Regions from separate parts of the Gossypium hirsutum genome. Here region 1 is linked to region 2. A link is a contact called in public Hi-C data. All regions are on one chromosome and are shown on one strand. The core of a region is the stretch at or near the end of the contact, and the rest is flanking DNA. Distances in the headings are between cores, read along the strand shown.

Region 1 (4,598 bases), core at 284-2,783, 190 kb after region 2:
AAAGAAAAAGGAGAAGCCTGTGACCGATGCTTGCTTCATAGGCAGTTTTTGTTTTTTTGACTTGTCTACGCCACCATTAGTGGATGAAATATTATTTAAAAAAAATAATCTTAGATGGGATGAGAGTGAGAAATAAAGAGATATGAGAGAAATATAAAGGAATGAGAAAGAGAAAGACAAATATGAAAAAAAAAGAGAATAACAAATATGTAAAATAAATATATAAAAAGGAATTGAATATTTTATAGAAAACAAGAATTATGACAAAAGAAATATACTAATATATATATATATATGAAAAATAGAGAATCAAATATGAAAAGAAAAGAGAATAACAAATATGCAAAATAGAGATACCAAAGAGAAAATCAAATATGGGAAAATAAAAAGAATAACATATATGAAAAATAAAAATAATTAAATATGAGAAATGAAAGAGAATAACATATATGAAAAGTAGAGATGGGTATTTTCCATAAAATATTAAATTCCCTTTTATATCTCTATTTTCAATATATATTATTATATTTTTTTTCCCATATTTGATTCTCTAATTTTTTTTCCCATTCAAGAGTCTCTTTTTTTTTATGTACTAAGTTGTCTTTTTTGTTTTTTTTTTTATTTTTCTTTTTTTTCCTCAATTGAAAATCTTAGTCTTCGTATTTAATAACCACTGATGTCTCCAATTATGATGGCCTTTCATGTTAATTTTGACACCAAAGAAGAGATTTTCTCTTTCTCGTTGACTTCTACAGTTCTGATCTCCTAGTAGCCGGCTCTAAATATTCTAAAACAATAACCAAAACTTTAAACTACTTTTTCTATAATGTTTTTTTAAAAAAAATCACTGGTGTCGTCTAACATGATGATGACACCTAAAAATATATTTTTTTAGAAATTTAATAGGTGTCCAATTAAAAATAATTTTTTTCTATTTAAATACCAATATTTTTGACAAATATTTAAAAAATATGTATTAGTGTCACATGACATAATAACAACATTTAAAAAAATATTTTTAAAAAAAATCGATGATTAGCTAATCCAGTACATCGATGATCACGATGAAAAATGCATCATTTACTCATATAATTTTAGATTTAGATTATTTTCATAAATAAATTAATTATTTTGGGTCAGTTAGGTAAAAAAACCAAAATTTGATTGAAATAATATTCATTTAAAAATTCAATTGAGACATTTGATGTGAGATGTACAGGTGCAATTATTTTTTTGTTAAAATATGTGGTCCCTCTCCACACGGCTATCTGCACTAAAACTGTCTGATCATGTATTAGCGGTGAATCTTTACCCCTTTCCGCAAATATCTAATAAAGTATAAAGTCGTCGTTTTCCCATTTCGTTTTGTTATTGTTCCGCTTAACGGAGCGCGTTAACTTCCCGTCATAAGTTCGTCAACTATCTCCTATCCACCGCTACGTCGCCAAAATTACTCTCACGCATCTACAGCGCGTGGATACCACAGCCCCTTAGGAAAATACGTTACCTTAACCAATACTGAAACTTCAGCGACTTCTTTCCAGCTTTCATTTCTTTTCCTTTTTTTTTGGTTTGAACTCTCTTTATAAAACCTCCCCAAAATCTCTCAATCTACTTTCATTGTAAAAATCTACACGTCAGGTCCCAGTTCTGTTTAATTCTTCTCTAATTAAGCGTTAATCAAATTGAAGATCATACTTTATTTTGGATTTACGAAGAGAAGTAGCTATCTTTTCTTTGATTCTCTTGTTCTTTTTAAGTGATGGAAAACAAAGCGGCGGTGAGGTTTACATTAGGGAAGCAATCGTCGATGGCGCCGGAGAGAGACAGAGGCGAAGCCGATGGGAAAGAGAACGAGGAAGGAGAGGAGATAGATGAAGGACTTAGGTTGATGTACTTGGCCAACGAAGGTGATTTGGACGGCATTCGCGAGCTCTTGGACTCGGGGATCAATGTTAATTTCCGCGACATCGATGATCGGACGGCTCTCCATATTGCAGCTTGTCAAGGACAGACCGATGTCGTTTCCTTGCTCCTTCAGCGCGGCGCTGACGTCGAATCTACAGATCGATGGGGAAGCACTGTAAGCAAAAAACCAAAATTGCCTCCTGTTTTGCTCTTTTTATATTTTTTTCTCTCTAATATATATAGTTTTGGTTAAATAGCCTTTGGCAGATGCTGTATATTATAAGAATCATGATGTGATTAAGCTTCTGGAGAAACATGGAGCTAAGCCTTTTGTAAGTTCCTTTTGAATTTTCTATTTGGAAATCTTTTTCCTTCGCTGATTTTTCTATTTATGTTGCTTGTTGAATTTTGGTCTTAGATGGCTCCAATGCATGTAAATCACGCGCGTGAAGTTCCAGAATATGAGATTGATCCAAAAGAACTTGATTTTACTAACAGCGTCAACATTACAAAGGTAATCTCTTATTTTATTATATGTTGCTGATCATGGTTTCATAATTGTTTAAATCATAGTTATGTAAAGGACGACTTTTATTGGGAAATTCATCAAGACCTGGGGACTTGCTAATAGTGGTTACATTTGCATTCATAAGAAGAACAATTTTGGTTTGGATCTGTTTCTCAGTGTACGTTTAACTTGGCGCCCGGTACGGCGTAATTGATCTTCCATCGCCCCGAATTGTTGTTCTGATTACAAGGGCAGCACGGTGGAGACCATTCTAACATACTGCAATTTCACTGGACAGTGGACCCTTTTGGGTCTGGTGGAGAATTCCCTCCAATCGCACTCCCCTTGCCATTTTCACCCTTGCTTTCGTTCTTTAAATTTTCAACACTTGGCTATTTCGAATTTTCTATTTTGTTTCATTTAAAGGTTTTTAATTATTTTTTTCATTTAAAATGATAAATTAATTTATGTTATAAGTGAATACATAAGTAGATAATAGAAATGCTGACCAAGTCTTAGCTCAGTTGGCATCGGTATTGTTGCCGGTGTAGGAGGATGTGTGTTCAAATGTGCTTATCCTCAGGGTTGGAAAGGGATTATGCATAGTTTTAGGCTTTGTATAAAAAAAGTAGATAATAGAAATTTCAAGAATTTATATTTAAATAGTGTCGGAATATCTATAAAATAAATAGTCTATTACAAATATATTAGTATTTTTAATGACTATTTTCTCTTTCACTAAATTTCACCTCAGCACTCGCAACTGCCTTTCCTCTAAATAGATGTCCCTCTGGTTTCACTCTGACTCTGACATTGCCCAGATTATACACCTACAAGAACTAATTTAACTTCAATTATTATTTTCAATTTCACCATCCATCCAAATCTGGCCTAAAATAATGCTTATCAACATTTGTGGAGAATGCTAGTAATTTTTGAAGTAGTGGCTTGGTTTTATCTATGTAAGTTATTTTGTTTTTTCTAGTTATGGAGGGAGGTTAGAACTGACAATAAAGAATTGGTAGATGACCAGTAAAAGATATATAAAACTTTTTGTTGCACAGAGCAAAGAGTTTCATTATCTATGCAATGCAGTTCCGAAGAGAGACACATAAGGGCAGTTATGCATTTCTAGGAGCAAAGTGCTTCTAAAAACATAGGTTGTTTCGTTCATGTTAAATATATATATGTACATTCAACTCATGACCTGATGACCATGTGTTATTGCATCTTCATTTTTTCTTTAGTTGCTGCTGAGCTAAGTCATTTCTATGACTAAATTGCAGGGAACCTTCTGTATTGCATTATGGCGTGGAACTCAAGTTGCCGTGAAAAGGGTTGGAGATGAAGTTTTTACCGATGAGGATAAAGTGTAAGTTCAATAACTCAAGATGTTCTTCCAGTCTTTCTATGTTGTGTTTGTGCGTGTATATATATATTATATATATTCTGGTAGGAGAGCATGAGTGAGACGAGGAGCTGAACAGTGGGGTTGGCACATTTTGCTTTATGTTTTCTCTTTTGTTATTGTGGGTATCAAGATTCTGAACCTGTTATTGGGTCTTCAAATCCTAGAGCCTGATGCCTGCCTTTAGGGATAAGAATTCTTGGACTAAGCGTTGGTCCTTTTCTTCCACACATTATGATACATGAATTCTTGGTTTTTCTCAGGAGGGCATTTCGAGATGAGCTTGCATTATTTCAGAAAATTCGACATCCAAATGTAGTTCAATTTCTTGGTGCAGTAACTCAAAGTAGTCCTATGATGATTGTGACAGAATATTTACCCAAGGTTTTAATCGGCATCTTATTTGCTACCATAGCATCTAAGGACTCTTTTGTATGAATAATTTACTTCCCTCTGACATTTTGGCTTTCTGATGTTATAACTTTGCTGCATAATTGAGGTGCCATGATTTGTTTTTGTTTGTATGAAATGTTGGTTAAGCCATTGATGGGGAACTATAATGTCATATCTTTCCTTTGTTTTGTTAATTTTGTTTGTGGATGAATAATAGGATTTTAAGACATTCACCTTAAATCTATCTCTTAGCTTATTTGGTTTAAATCTAAAATTATCATTAGAATTGGTCTTGATTGTTGTTTGTTTTGCAGGGAGATTTACGAGCCTTCTTGAAGAGAAAAGGAGCCTTGAAACCAATTACAGCTCTGAGATTTGCAC
Region 2 (4,943 bases), core at 1,010-3,509:
GGTTGTTAAGTTCGTTCAATTATGTTATTACCATATGCATAATGTCATATCAGTTTGTTATTTCACATATTACTCATTAAAAATTCAATTAATAGATTAATAATTGTCATTTTGTAAATTTCAAATTTTGAATTGTATAGAGACTTAAAATAATCCAATTGAAGAATATTGACAAAATCTACAACTATACACATAGTACATGTTGATACAAGATTTGGATTTGAAGCTTGAGGACAGTTCACCCATGAAACTTGGTTGCAGAGGGTAGAATGACCCTTTTTTCATGTCCTTGAAAGTGTATATAAAAGGGGTTCTTGGTGGGCTTATGTAAGATACTCTATCAGTAGTGTAAGGTAGGTATAGAGTCACGTGAATGTGATAGGGATAAATATTTGTATAGTTTAGTATAAAATTATTAATTGAATTTAATCCAATAAATTTAATTATTATTTTTAGTAGAATAAAAATTTTAAAATTCAAAAAATATTAAAATTAATTAATTTAAAAAATATAAAACACTAAAATTAATCAAATCACTTCTAAAAAATATTGATTAAATTAAAATGTAAAGACTAAAGCTGGAATTTTCATTAACTACGGGGTGTAATCATAGAATTGACTCTTTGATAATAATCAAAGAACCTTAGCTGGTCCTATCAATCCAAATGGAAAAGGGCCCTCCTTTCCCCAAAGATTATTGGATTTATTAGGAACCATTTTCAGATTGTTTTCACGAGATTTTGACACATGAAACGAACCTCGAAAAAGCAGAATAGAAACCCCTCAGTGTGCAATAAAATTTGCATGCTATTCAACAAATTATATAAAGTTCATCACAAGTAAATTAGATGAAAGGGAAATTTTTCTCAAACCTTTACTAAATATGGTTTGATTAATAGGACACAAATACCATGAAAGTTAAGGAAAAACATATGCTCACACGTTTGAGCCCTTAAATAGTTTTTAATTAAATTTAAAATTTAGCTTTAAGTATGTAGGGTAAAGTTTAGAGTTTTAGGATTTAAAATGTGAATGTTTAGGGTTTTAGAATATTAAAATAATAAATATTATTATAAAGAATGAATGCTGGAACCCATACATGAAGTGGCAAGTCAAGCCGAATAGCGGAATAGAAAGCAAAGGAAAATTCACTCACTTGTTACAATTGGATGAGTTAAAAGCGACTCCTCCTTGGCAGATTCCTTTCCATGATTTTGGGGTGGGATCCATTCCTTGGTCACTGAAGCTAGGTGATTCCGGCCATAGACCTAAATTGATGAGACCCCCAAAACAGTAAAACAATCCAATAATTACATAATACATTTAGAAAAATGAATTATTTGCTACTCAGTTGTCTTAATACAACAAAAGCAATAATGCTTGAGACAGTCACATGAGTAATCTAAAAAGATGGCATTGGAATTCATATATAGTTTTAAATTATAATTGCAAAACTTTTTTACCGCTATCCATCACTCCAATAATGACATTTTTGCCATGTTTAGCTTTTGACAATAAGTCTTCTCCTCCCATCTTAAGCTTTTCCCATGAATAGCTATCTCCTTCATCTAAGCCAACAAATTCCCATGACCTTGTTGTCTGCACTGAGTGCTTTCCATGTGAAGGAAACACTGACAAAAGCCCATCCATTCCTGTGAGGAAAAATGAAAACCCAAGCATTATTATTAGGTATTAATTTCAGAAATGGAGATGAAGAAATATGTTGCTAATGAGTCACCCACCAGAGAGCTTGGAGGCTTCATCTGGTGTAAGCTTTGCAGCAAAGCCATTGATGCTGTGTTTGTAGCTGTAAAGAAGGGAAGATTTAGCATCTTCTTCAGATTCTTTGACTGAAAGTAAGTATGAGATATGGGTTTTCTCAATCTCATGCAAAGCTTTCTCCCCATTGTTGTGTAGCCCCAAGTAAACTATATACACCTACATAGACAATAAATATATATATTTTACATGAAAATTAGAGTTCCGAGAGAGAACTTTACTACAGAAAGATGTTGAAGAAATAATAGAAGAGTTACGAGAAACAGAAAAAGTACTTTTTTCTCAACAGATGAGGCCAAGATAGGAACGACAATCAAGAGAAGGAAACAAAAGAGAGTGTTCTTCATGGCTAATAATGGCACTGAGTATTGTCAATCCTATGGAGAGATAATGTTATATTTATAAGCGTCTTGATCAATTGTGTATACTGATAATTACAACTCTTTCACTTTACATGATATATGGATTGTTATATGGTTTTGAAAAATCTTCTTAGCATTTACTGTATTTACAGATAAATATGGGAATCTCTAATTGAAAAAAAGTTAAAAGTATATCTTTAATTAAAAATAATTATGCCTTTAAAAATTACTAAGGTATTTTTACATATTTAAAATAAGTAATATTGTTATGATAATATTTTTATTTTTTTTTAGCTTTTTAAAAAAATCAGCATAAAATTTACATATATTGACATTTGAACTCATGTCATTAATTTTATTTTGATATTTTATGCATTTCAATATTATTTCACAAACATTTCAATGTTTTACCAACATTGGTTGTATATTTATCTTTTATACTATTATTTAAATCTCTGATTGAGCTTATGTTACAAGTCAATCCAAGGTCAACCCAATAAAAAATTTATTAAATTGTCCTTACAAATTTGAAATAAGTTATATTCTTACAACGGTGCTTTTATTTTTTTTATATTTTTAATAAAATCAGTATAAAATTTATATATGATGAGATAAATTATATTCTTAATATGACGTAGTTACTTATTTAAAAAAATTTTACTCACAATTTAAACTATTCTTTTTAATTTTAATTCCATATATTATATAAAGTATTATTATTAATAGTTACGTAATTTATTTAAAGATTTAATTTTTACACCCATATGATTTGTGATAAAATCCGAAACTCTAGTTGTACATCAGTCAACTCATGAGTTTTTATTAAATATATTTATTTGATGATAGATAAAATAATTATAATTAAATTATTTTATCTTTAAAGTTTTTATTTTTTATTAAAATGTAATATACTAAATAATTAATAAAAGCATCCTTTTAACGTTATGCCTAGGTTTTTACTTTTCTTAATCAGGGTTAAAAGTTGGGGTAAACATTTGATAAAATCGAGTAAAAAAATTTGAGTTAATTGAGTTAACGAGTCTTATTTTATCATCCTACCTCGAGTTGAATTTTTTTTAATTGAGTCCAGTGAAATGAAATTCAAGTCGACCCAAATCAAATTGAGTGAAATTACTCGAGTTAAATTAAAAATTAAACATTCCAAATTAAAATCTTATTTTAATATAACTAGTTCCATGTTAGAAGATATAAATTTGAAACTATATATATATTTGAAAACTTTTTCAAAGAAAAATAAGAAGAAAAAAATATTTTTAATATGATAAACTTAAATCATTAATTAATTTATTTACATCCCAAAATTATTATTTTAATTTTTAAAATTTTAACTTTCTTTATATATTCTTTGGAAATTTTTTAAAATGTATATAATTTTGGAATTTTTATAAATATTTTGAAATTCGAAAGTTATTTTGAATTTTTTTTTTGAAATTTTTGTTGATAGAGAGATCGATTTGCTCATTTTTAAAATTGACAGGGACTAAAAGGATATTTATAGCAATCTATATTCAAATTATTTGAGTTATTCAAATTGTAAAATTTAACTCGACTCGAACTTAAAACTCGAATTATTTATTCAAATTGATTCAAAAAAATAAAAAATTCTAATAACTTGATTCAATTAAAAAATTAAATTTTAAATTAATTAAATTGAATTTTGCTTACTCATAATAAAAAAGGTAATATGCTATTGAAGGTATGAAAACGGGATACATATCATCTTTTCTAACCTTATTTAGAGCCTTAAAAATTTTACTAGTAGAGTGCGAAATAATTACCCATTTGAAAAAAATATATATTATATCATCTCAAGGTAAGAAAGCCTCCACTGCAACTCATGTGTCTTTAGGGTGTAATATGGAAAATAAAAAATATATATTATTTCTTAATATATTATTTCGTGTTTAAGTTTGACATTTTATTTTAATATAATATTTTTGATATTTTTTTATTTAACATGATATTTATATTTGATAAAATTATATATTTTAGTACCCAAAAGGGACAAAGCAAAAACTTTAATTTAGAGGGACCAAAGTTAAATTATAAAATTTTAAATTGGTAAAAGTACAATTTATATGCTTGTTATTTATAGAACTTTTAAAGGGATTTGTGAGATGAAGTATAATTTTACTATTAAAATAACTTATATTTTTAAAAATTAAAGGACTAAAATAATATTTTGTGGGTGTAGGGCCCTGCTGTCCCAATCAAAGGTGATGTTGTTAACATTTTAATGTTTAATTCTGATTTTAGGATTAATTTGATAAAAAAATATTTGCTAATATTATTGTTAAGCGCAATTTATGCCCAGGCCCACACATATACAAAACTAAATAAAAAACAAACCCAAACTACAAGGCCCAAGGCATAAACAAATTTCAGCAAGCAAAGGTGTTGCTGTTTGCAACCGAAGCAGTCCCCAGGTTCCGTACATCGCGCGAATCTCGCACCGTGCGTCACTCCACCTCCACGTAGGAGACGTACACGCCCATGAACCTGCAAACAAGTGAAATAGGTTGTGAAGTCGGCTATAAATGCCTTAGAAATGTATTGTAGAAGGGACCTTTTTTTTGTTTTTCAAAGAAGATAAGCAGAAAAATCAAAGTAAAGCAGATTTTAAAAAAAGAAATCAAGGTGATTTTACTGTGGTTTTACTTTTTGTGTCATTTTGTTTTATTTCTCTACCATTTTTTTTCTTCCTTTAGATTTTTTTTTTGATTTATACGAAACTAAAGTTAAAAAAAGAGGGAGTTTACCTGACTTCCGGTGGTCACGTGG

What was found. A called contact is a pair of places that touch in the nucleus more often than the background predicts.
Region 1: a Hi-C map of leaf shows a contact between it and region 2, with 3 times the contacts expected there. The contact joins the promoter of LOC107962161 here to the promoter of LOC107962163 in region 2. A contact is called at or near these places in 4 of 34 Hi-C or Micro-C datasets (hypocotyl and leaf).

What each region holds. Positions count from the first base shown.
Region 1 is chrA06:95,513,009-95,517,606 of Gossypium_hirsutum_v2.1, forward strand. LOC107962161 (integrin-linked protein kinase 1) reads left to right here and starts at 1,534. Exons shown (of 12, transcript XM_016898423.2): 1 at 1,534-2,083; 2 at 2,166-2,240; 3 at 2,327-2,422; 4 at 3,703-3,788; 5 at 4,088-4,208; 6 at 4,532-4,598. The coding sequence starts at 1,763.
Region 2 is chrA06:95,327,006-95,331,948 of Gossypium_hirsutum_v2.1, forward strand. LOC107962163 (subtilisin-like protease SBT5.6) reads right to left here and starts at 2,260. Exons shown (of 9, transcript XM_016898428.2): 1 at 2,055-2,260; 2 at 1,743-1,938; 3 at 1,464-1,652; 4 at 1,157-1,268. The coding sequence starts at 2,126. LOC107963465 (a long non-coding RNA gene) reads right to left here. Exons shown (of 2, transcript XR_001701927.2): 1 at 4,922-4,943; 2 at 4,425-4,661.